2 separate regions of the Bombyx mori genome follow, and region 1 is linked to region 2. The links are chromatin contacts, called in public Hi-C maps. All regions are on one chromosome and are shown on one strand. The core of a region is the stretch at or near the end of the contact, and the rest is flanking DNA. Distances in the headings are between cores, read along the strand shown.

Evidence for each region. Hi-C and Micro-C count contacts between places; a contact is called where the count stands out from the background.
Region 1: a contact with region 2 is called in a Hi-C map of middle silk gland, with 2.1 times the contacts expected there. The contact joins the promoter of LOC101742898 here to the promoter of LOC101743323 in region 2. A contact is called at or near these places in 2 of 7 Hi-C or Micro-C datasets (middle silk gland and posterior silk gland).

Annotation. Positions count from the first base shown.
Region 1 is chr5:13,506,034-13,509,953 of ASM3026992v2, reverse strand. It overlaps LOC101742898 (ubiquitin-protein ligase E3C), which reads left to right and starts at 2,165. Exons shown (of 21, transcript XM_004930018.5): 1 at 2,165-2,363; 2 at 2,445-2,594; 3 at 2,680-2,883; 4 at 3,033-3,152. The coding sequence starts at 2,469. LOC101735432 (leucine-rich repeat-containing protein 70) reads right to left here and starts at 537. Exons shown (of 9, transcript XM_062668758.1): 1 at 460-537; 2 at 234-320. The coding sequence starts at 272.
Region 2 is chr5:13,281,004-13,284,868 of ASM3026992v2, reverse strand. LOC101743323 (lamin-C) reads left to right here and starts at 1,725. Exons shown (of 10, transcript XM_004930021.5): 1 at 1,725-2,329. The coding sequence starts at 1,887. LOC101743187 (exosome RNA helicase MTR4) reads right to left here and starts at 873. Exons shown (of 18, transcript XM_004930020.3): 1 at 250-873; 2 at 31-156. The coding sequence starts at 344.

The sequences.
Region 1 (3,920 bases), core at 916-3,415, 220 kb before region 2:
AACATTCCAAGTAAAAACAAAGGCACGTTATCTCTTTAACTCTAAGCCGATTTGATTAAGTCCCTTTTTGGTTTAAGTGTTATATGTATTTTTAAGTCATGAATTGGTTCATTCATATCATTATAAATTATGGCAAAATCCAAAATATTTGTTTGTTTTTATTAAATTCTATCTCATGGATAGATAGATATATTGATAAGACAATAAATGAATATACAATAAGTTCCACTTACACCGACACTCTCAGAGTTTTCTACCTCGGAATCGGACATTTTCGGGTTCTGAGGGATCAAGGCAGTACTGAGTTATTACCACATTTGCTGCAAACAAAGTTATTATTCTCTAGCTGCCGAATGAAATTAATAGAATATTAGATGTATTAAGTACATTTTATGTACGCATTTGCATTCCCTAAACTATTTTATTTTACTCGGGTTTTGACTGTACATACATATTTACCTATGTACACACATATTTTTTGTATGTAATAAAATATGTAAACATTGTAGGTACGGTATGTACAGTGTGACCAGATTTAAATCGAACATTATGCCAGTACTTGTATAAATTCTGCTAAAATCTGCTTAATTTTTGTAAATAATTTCAAAATTCTGCTAATAGATAAGGTCAACATTTTTATGAGGATTTAAAAGAACAAAAAAGGCAATTTCAAATATTTATTAACCAATTATAACTTCAAAATTCTTGTGGCGTCCATGTTTTATATAGAACTGTCGAGCTTTGTGCTGCCTTTACCATATTTTAAGATGGCGTAAAATTAACGCATCCACCTTGCTCTTTAACTGCCTGTTTGACATGTAGAATTGCAGCAATATGTTCATTTTTATATTTGTTCAGCAAGTCTTTTTTATGTTGCTTATTTGAGAAAATAGGCTCTCACAAGCTGTATTAGACATAGCCAAAGTCATCGTGGCCTTTGCAAAATCAACCAAGTGCGGATACTTCTTAGTTCTATCAGCCTGAAATTTTAATGTGACCCAAAACATTTCTGTGTTCAAACTCATAGGTGTGGGATTAGAACTCCCTCCAGATTCTAATAGTTTGGCCACTGTTTTGTCTAATTTAACCTCCTGATATTCGGAGTCAATTGCTTGTATGTTAGATTCTTTAACCAAATTAGGAAATTTAGAAACAGTTCTGGTCAACTTTATATACACCGTTTTGTGGATCAAAAAATTGCAAATTACGAGTATTACACAACTGAGAGACAATGGTCGACGACTATTTAGGAAATATGTAAACAGTGTTCATTGAACACTACACAGAACTTCAAAGCTAAACATTTAACGGGGATTCCCCTAAAATGTGCTTGAGTGCTGGCAGTGTTGGAAGAAAAACCTGACATTGTTTTAACAAAGGTAAAATTCCTCAAATATTTTTAGCGCAACTACCCGAATGAATAAATGTGAAACACAGTTAGATGTCAAATCCTGCTACAATTCTGTGAAGTTTTTATGAGATTCAGGCGAAAAATTCCTTATTTTCAAATCTGCAACACAATCTGCTAAACCTTAAATTGGGGGTCTAATTCTGCTAAAACCGCAGAATTCTGCTAAAACCGCAGAATTCTGCTAAATCTGGTCACACTGGGTATGTAACTACCTATGTACCAGTGTATAATCTATGCTATGTACAAAATACTACAAAATATTTTTGTCTTGTTTATAGTTTTAAAGTTCACAGGCAAAGATAATTATTATCTATGAAAGAGAACATGCAAAGAGTTAATTGGAAAATATGTGTTATTATTCTAAAAATGGAACGTAACAAGCAAAATGAAATCAAAATAAAGGTCTATGAAATCAAATTGATGATGGTATTAAATAAATCTGATCTTAATAAAGTTTTTTTAAGATTAAAAAAGATTTTGATGAAATTTCACTTTTCAGGAGACTTTTTGAGAGAATCTGAAAAATACGATCCGACAATTTTGTTTCATTTATCCAAACAGTACTTTACTTTCACAAATGCTAATTAATAAGTAAGCCACTATTATTTATACACATCAATACTTTAAACCTAAAGTAATACTGAAGAGCACAGAGCAGTAATAAAGCTTTTTTTGCATCATGGACGTTTATACTCGCGAAATAAGAATGAAGGAATCGATTAAAATTTTCATCGATGTTAATCAAAGATGATTCGATAAATGTCAGTCAGCTGTCAAACAAAGTGAGTTCTGAAATTACAAAACACAAAATTACCAAAATGTCTAATTCAGTGGCATTATATATTTGCCTGTTAGATTGCTGAATGAAAATATTTGGTCTTTGTGATTGCTATGTATGTGCGATTCATCACCAATAAACAAAATATATTTACTGACTGACCTGCAAACTAAGGTTGGTAAATTGTGTTTGTCATGAATTTGAATCTTCTCAGTTTCAGCTGATCGTTGTTTACACGGCGTATATTTGTTTCAGAATTTATGAAAATTTCTTAACATCATGTATTCATTCGAGGGAGACTTTAGGCGAAAACCCCAACAAAATTTAGCAGGTGCAAGCGCGGCACGAAAGACCGATAGAGACTCTTTGATTCAACAAACACAGTTACAAAGACAAAAACGAGAGGTAAATAACCTGTACTAATAGTTCACCACACCACCCTGTACAAAGTAGATTCGGTGATATAATTATCATTCAACTATATTTTTAGGAACACCGAAAACGTTTAAACAGTGTTATAAAAATTCAAGCATATTTTAGAAGCTACTTAACCAGAAAAAAATGTAAACAAGTAGAAAGGGACCAATTTGATGATATGTTTCCTAGAATTAATGTAGAAGATCAAACAACAATCTCAGCACTGTTAGCAAAAATATTTTTCTTCTATGATGACAAAGCTGATGTTTCTAGATTGGTAAGTTTGAAGTTCTAAATTTTTATTAAAAAAAATTATAAAATTGACAAAATATACTAGCAGTCTGTTCTTTCAGAATCTTAACTAGTATCAGAATATTAACTAGTATTGTAGATGTTACTGTACATTCTTAAATTTGTTTCATATAGGTATCAATATCACAATTGTTGTTAAAACAATGGAAAAAGGTCTTCCACAACAGTGGCTCTAGTATACAGATAAGAAGATTACTAGCATTACATTTGCGACTATTGAAGTATAACACAGAGGTGAGCAACAATTCTAGCCCAACATATAATTATAATGTGATATAATTAAATTTTACGATTAAAAAAAACATTGAAAATGTTAATTTTATACTGATATTTCTGAACTCTAAAATACAATATACAATGCTGAATTTCAGTAAAAACAATTATAATCAGAGGCTATTAGGGTTTCACAATATTGAAACAGTCTACTAATTGAACGGAAAAACCATTTTAGATTTAACACATTTTCAAATGCTAGCCTGTTAATCAGCGTTTTTATTACCAATGTTAAGCAATAGCCTTTTGACTATTGATGGCTTTCTCTTTTGTAGTCACTATGTGTACCTTTTCATATCCTTATGAATTTTAATATAGAGACTGTGGCTAAACCTGCCTTTGCTGAGCAAAAGCCTCAACCACAACTGGTCTTCAATAATGTGTTAAAATAATTTTGTAAAAATTCTATAGATGCTATAGATCAGCCTTTCCCATCCGCTGAAATAGCCTCTCACTGCTGAAATAGCCTCTCAGCTTAGGTAGGAAAAAAAAACCTTTCCCAAAGTGAGTGATAATGCCCCCTTGTGGGCGCTGCAGGCCTAAAGGGGGACAGTAAGGGACCCAGAAAAAAAAATTGGGGGCACTGTGTAGAAGCTTGGGAGGCGATTTGTAACTTCATCTAGGAGGACTCTTAGACACCTACTGAGCTCTCGCTATAGTGGTTTTTGAGTAGGTGAAAAAATGGGGGCACTAAAAAATAATTTATTCTCAAAGTGGGCAGTACACAAA
Region 2 (3,865 bases), core at 476-2,975:
AGAAATTAAGTGACTTTTCTTCGGACTTACTTTATGTCGGTAATCAATTCAGAGTCTTCCTCTTCTTCGCGAGGCTTTTTTGATACAGAGGTATCAGCGTACTGGATGTCATCATGTGCACGCTTATTTCCAGCAGCAGTCAACTCTTCCAAGTTTCTATTAAATTGTGTGAGTACATTGTTATAATTATAGAAATTTTATAATTAAAAACATCCTAATAATGAATTAATACAGGTTATGTACACTCACGGTTTTTCAACATTTTTAACATTTGGCAGCTGAATCGCAGCTTCAGTTATTGGTGTTTCATCAAAACAGTCAAACAAACTATTTATGTCAGACATTTTAAACAGGTAACTTTGCAGATTTTCAATATTGATTTAGTACATTCCATTTATCAATTTATCAGTTTAGATTTTAGAGTACATTTCTGATTCTCTTTCAGATTTTGTTGTTTTATTTTCACTGAATAGACTCCACAGAACACTATACTTCTAGCGAAGATAGATTCGTCATTTATAGGCAAAGGAAAAAGATGTCCTAAGGCCAAAGTTTAAAAAAAAGAAATAATGGAATTGTGTATTATTTTTTACATTCTAAGGCAGCTAGACATCCGAAAAAGGCTCTCTTCTGTCTGCCGGGAACGTGTTATGAGCTTCTTCGGACACATCATGCGGTCTTCCAGACATGAATTAGAGAAGCTCATAATTACGGGTCGAATAGAAGGCAAGCGCGCCGTGGGCAGAACACCAGCCAGATGGTCGGATCTAGCAAGAGAAGCACTCGGTGGTAGTTTGTACCATGCAGTCCATGCCACCCATGATCGGGTGCATTGGAAGTACATCGCATGTGGTCGCGATCCTCAGTAGTGAGGGAACGATATAGAAGAAGAAGTATTATTTTTTCGCGATGTTGTTTTTCAAGATATTTTTACTGCTACTGCAGTGCTGCACTCTTAATAAACTCCATACATTTCATCGAGAAATTATTTCTATTAATCCGATCTACCTTCAGTGGATTCAATTTAATTTCTATCAAATTTTAGATAAATCCAATTAGGTACCTAATTCAATTGTACAAATTACTTTTCGTAGAAAGAACTAAGTAAATGACTTAAAAGACTAGAAACAGGGCCACTGAATAAACTATTTAAGTACGGTACATTTTTCGATACAAATTTTCAGTGCTGCCATATTAATGATTTTACCACTACTAGTAGGGATTTGAAAAGCCTAGTAGATAAAAACTTTTGAGGGGTAATTAATGGTTTTTTTCTGTATTCAAAAATTTTCTTACTTTATTTTCCTTTTTCGTAATAAAAGTTCTTAGTCCTAAAGTATGAGTTAAGCGGGCAATAAGAATCTTTCTAGGACAACGTTAAAAGTTTGAAACACTAAGCCCTTGAGATTTCAACCTTTTAGCACCAATCACGTTGTGATGTTAATAGAGACAAAAAACCATTTCATACCGGATGAATTGCCTGTCTCTGTCCAACAATAAATTAATAAGTTTTAACTGTTTTACTAAGGTTTTTTTTTAAATAATAATTTTAAATACTTAATAAGTCAGACTACAGAATAAGAAAGACAATTAATAAGTCACTTAACATGCTAGCTCTGTCTATTATTTTGATTTTCTGAAATTTTCACATAATATTTTCTTCGACCTTCGAAACCATTAATCAAAGACATACGGGACCATAAGAAATGTTTTGGTAACACTGTAAATGAGTCAACGGTCACGTGACCACAATAGCTTGGGTTCATCGCGGCATGATTGGCTCGTTTCATCGTTTGCGTGCGTTTTACTGAGAAGAGCAAGGAGTTCTTTCGCCTTTCGTGTGGAAAATACATTATTGTGTGTCAAAGTTTGTTATTGTGACAAAAATGTATCCCACTAAGTATACAAAAACAAGAAAAACTGTAACATCTTCATCAAATGCTAGTGTTGTGTCATCAGAGCAAAGCCCGCTACAATCTAGCACTCCTGTAGGAAGCCGCCCTTCTAGTTCTGCCGGTCGTCCAAGCAGTCCACTTAGTCCTACCAGGCAAAGCCGTTTGCAAGAGAAAGATGCATTACAAAATCTCAACGACAGGTTGGCTGCCTATATCGATAAAGTACGCCAGTTGGAGAGTGAGAATTCGGGATTACGTCGTGAAATACAAACCACACAGGAGGTGGTCACCCGCGAGGTTTCCAACATTAAAGGAATGTACGAGCATGAACTCCAAGATGCCAGGAAACTGTTAGATGATACATCTCGAGAGAAAGCTAAACTTGAAATTGATTTGAAGAGATTGTACGAAGAGAACGACGACCTGAAGAAGCGGTGAGTTGAAATAATGTTATTTGCTCATTTATCTAGGAATTATTGAGGTATATAAAATGAGACGAGGAACTTCTTCCGGCTAACCTTAGTTTAAAGTTTACGTCATCGTCGGCGTTTCTTAGCGGGTGCGGTGTGACGAGTGCGCGCGACCTCGCTTTTACGACATCATGACATCATAGCTCGAATTAACCAAACTAATCACATTCCTAATCCACAGCATTTAATAAAGTTCCAATTTCTTATACTTTGTAAACATAGTATCTTAATCAACTTCATTGATAAATAATACCAATAATGCCAATGATTAAATTGATAAAAAAGATTTCTACTTATAAACAAACATTGATAAAACTAATAAACAATCACATTTAATGTGCAAACAGGTACCATTTCTTTTAATGAATTATGTACTTAATTCATGAGTATTAATAATTTCCATCATGCAGGAATAACATTGTGTAATAAAAATCAAACTTGCAGCAAATTACAATTTGTGCAATTACGACACAATTGAGACATAGACCTCATGTGTGTGTGGTGGCATTCATGTTGTGCAACAATAAAAGCAGTAAAAAATCTTTGAGACACTTTATTAATTGCTTTAAAAAGTTTCATATGAATTCAATTTCAAAAAAATCCTTGATCATTGAGATTATTTCACTCTAAAATAATTAAAAATACAAGTTCATTATTCACCTTGATGCAGTTTACCATTTTTGTTTACTGTCTAACTCATTATCATACATTTAAAGGTCATGCTTTAAATGATGAAATATGTGCATGCAATAAAATTTGCTTACATTTTCGATAAACACGATTTTGGCCATAATTCATCATCATCATCATCATGCTTTCCTATTACCCTCTGCTGGGGTGTAGGGGATAATTATTAATTGGGCATAATTATTTGAATTTAAAAAAAATATGCGATTTGTACTTTTTTGAGTTTAAAATAACTTTACTGACTTTAGTCTAAAGATAACAAATACTACATAAAGAAGAAGTATTTGAAGACAAACCTTGGTATCTCTTGCTGAGTACACCTATATGTGTGCACACAGAAGTGTACAATTTCACTTAGTTCCGAAAAGGCATGCATGGTTCATGCGGTGAACTAAATTCAAATTCTGTATAATTGAAAGAGAAGATCCACATATTTATCATAGCTTATACTTGTCATTATATAAAGAATATACAAAATCTAAGCTGTATTTACTGAATATTTGTAATTTTATAGCAGTGGTAGGTGGAAGCTTTTGACCTCATGTCTTAAGATGCAGGGAGCTAGTATTCACATTGTGTTCTGTATGTGCTTCGATAATCCCTTAATATGAGTGAATTATGGCCGTGATCTAAAAACACAAATGTAGTTCGCAAAAATGCTTAATACAACAAAATAACCTTGGAAAGAAATACTGATATGTACATACCTATATTCTGTTAGACAACCTTGATCTGACATCGCATTCTTTGTGACTATTGAAATTGAGAAATATATTTTGTGCACCGTTGTTAAGAAATTACAGGACTAGCTGT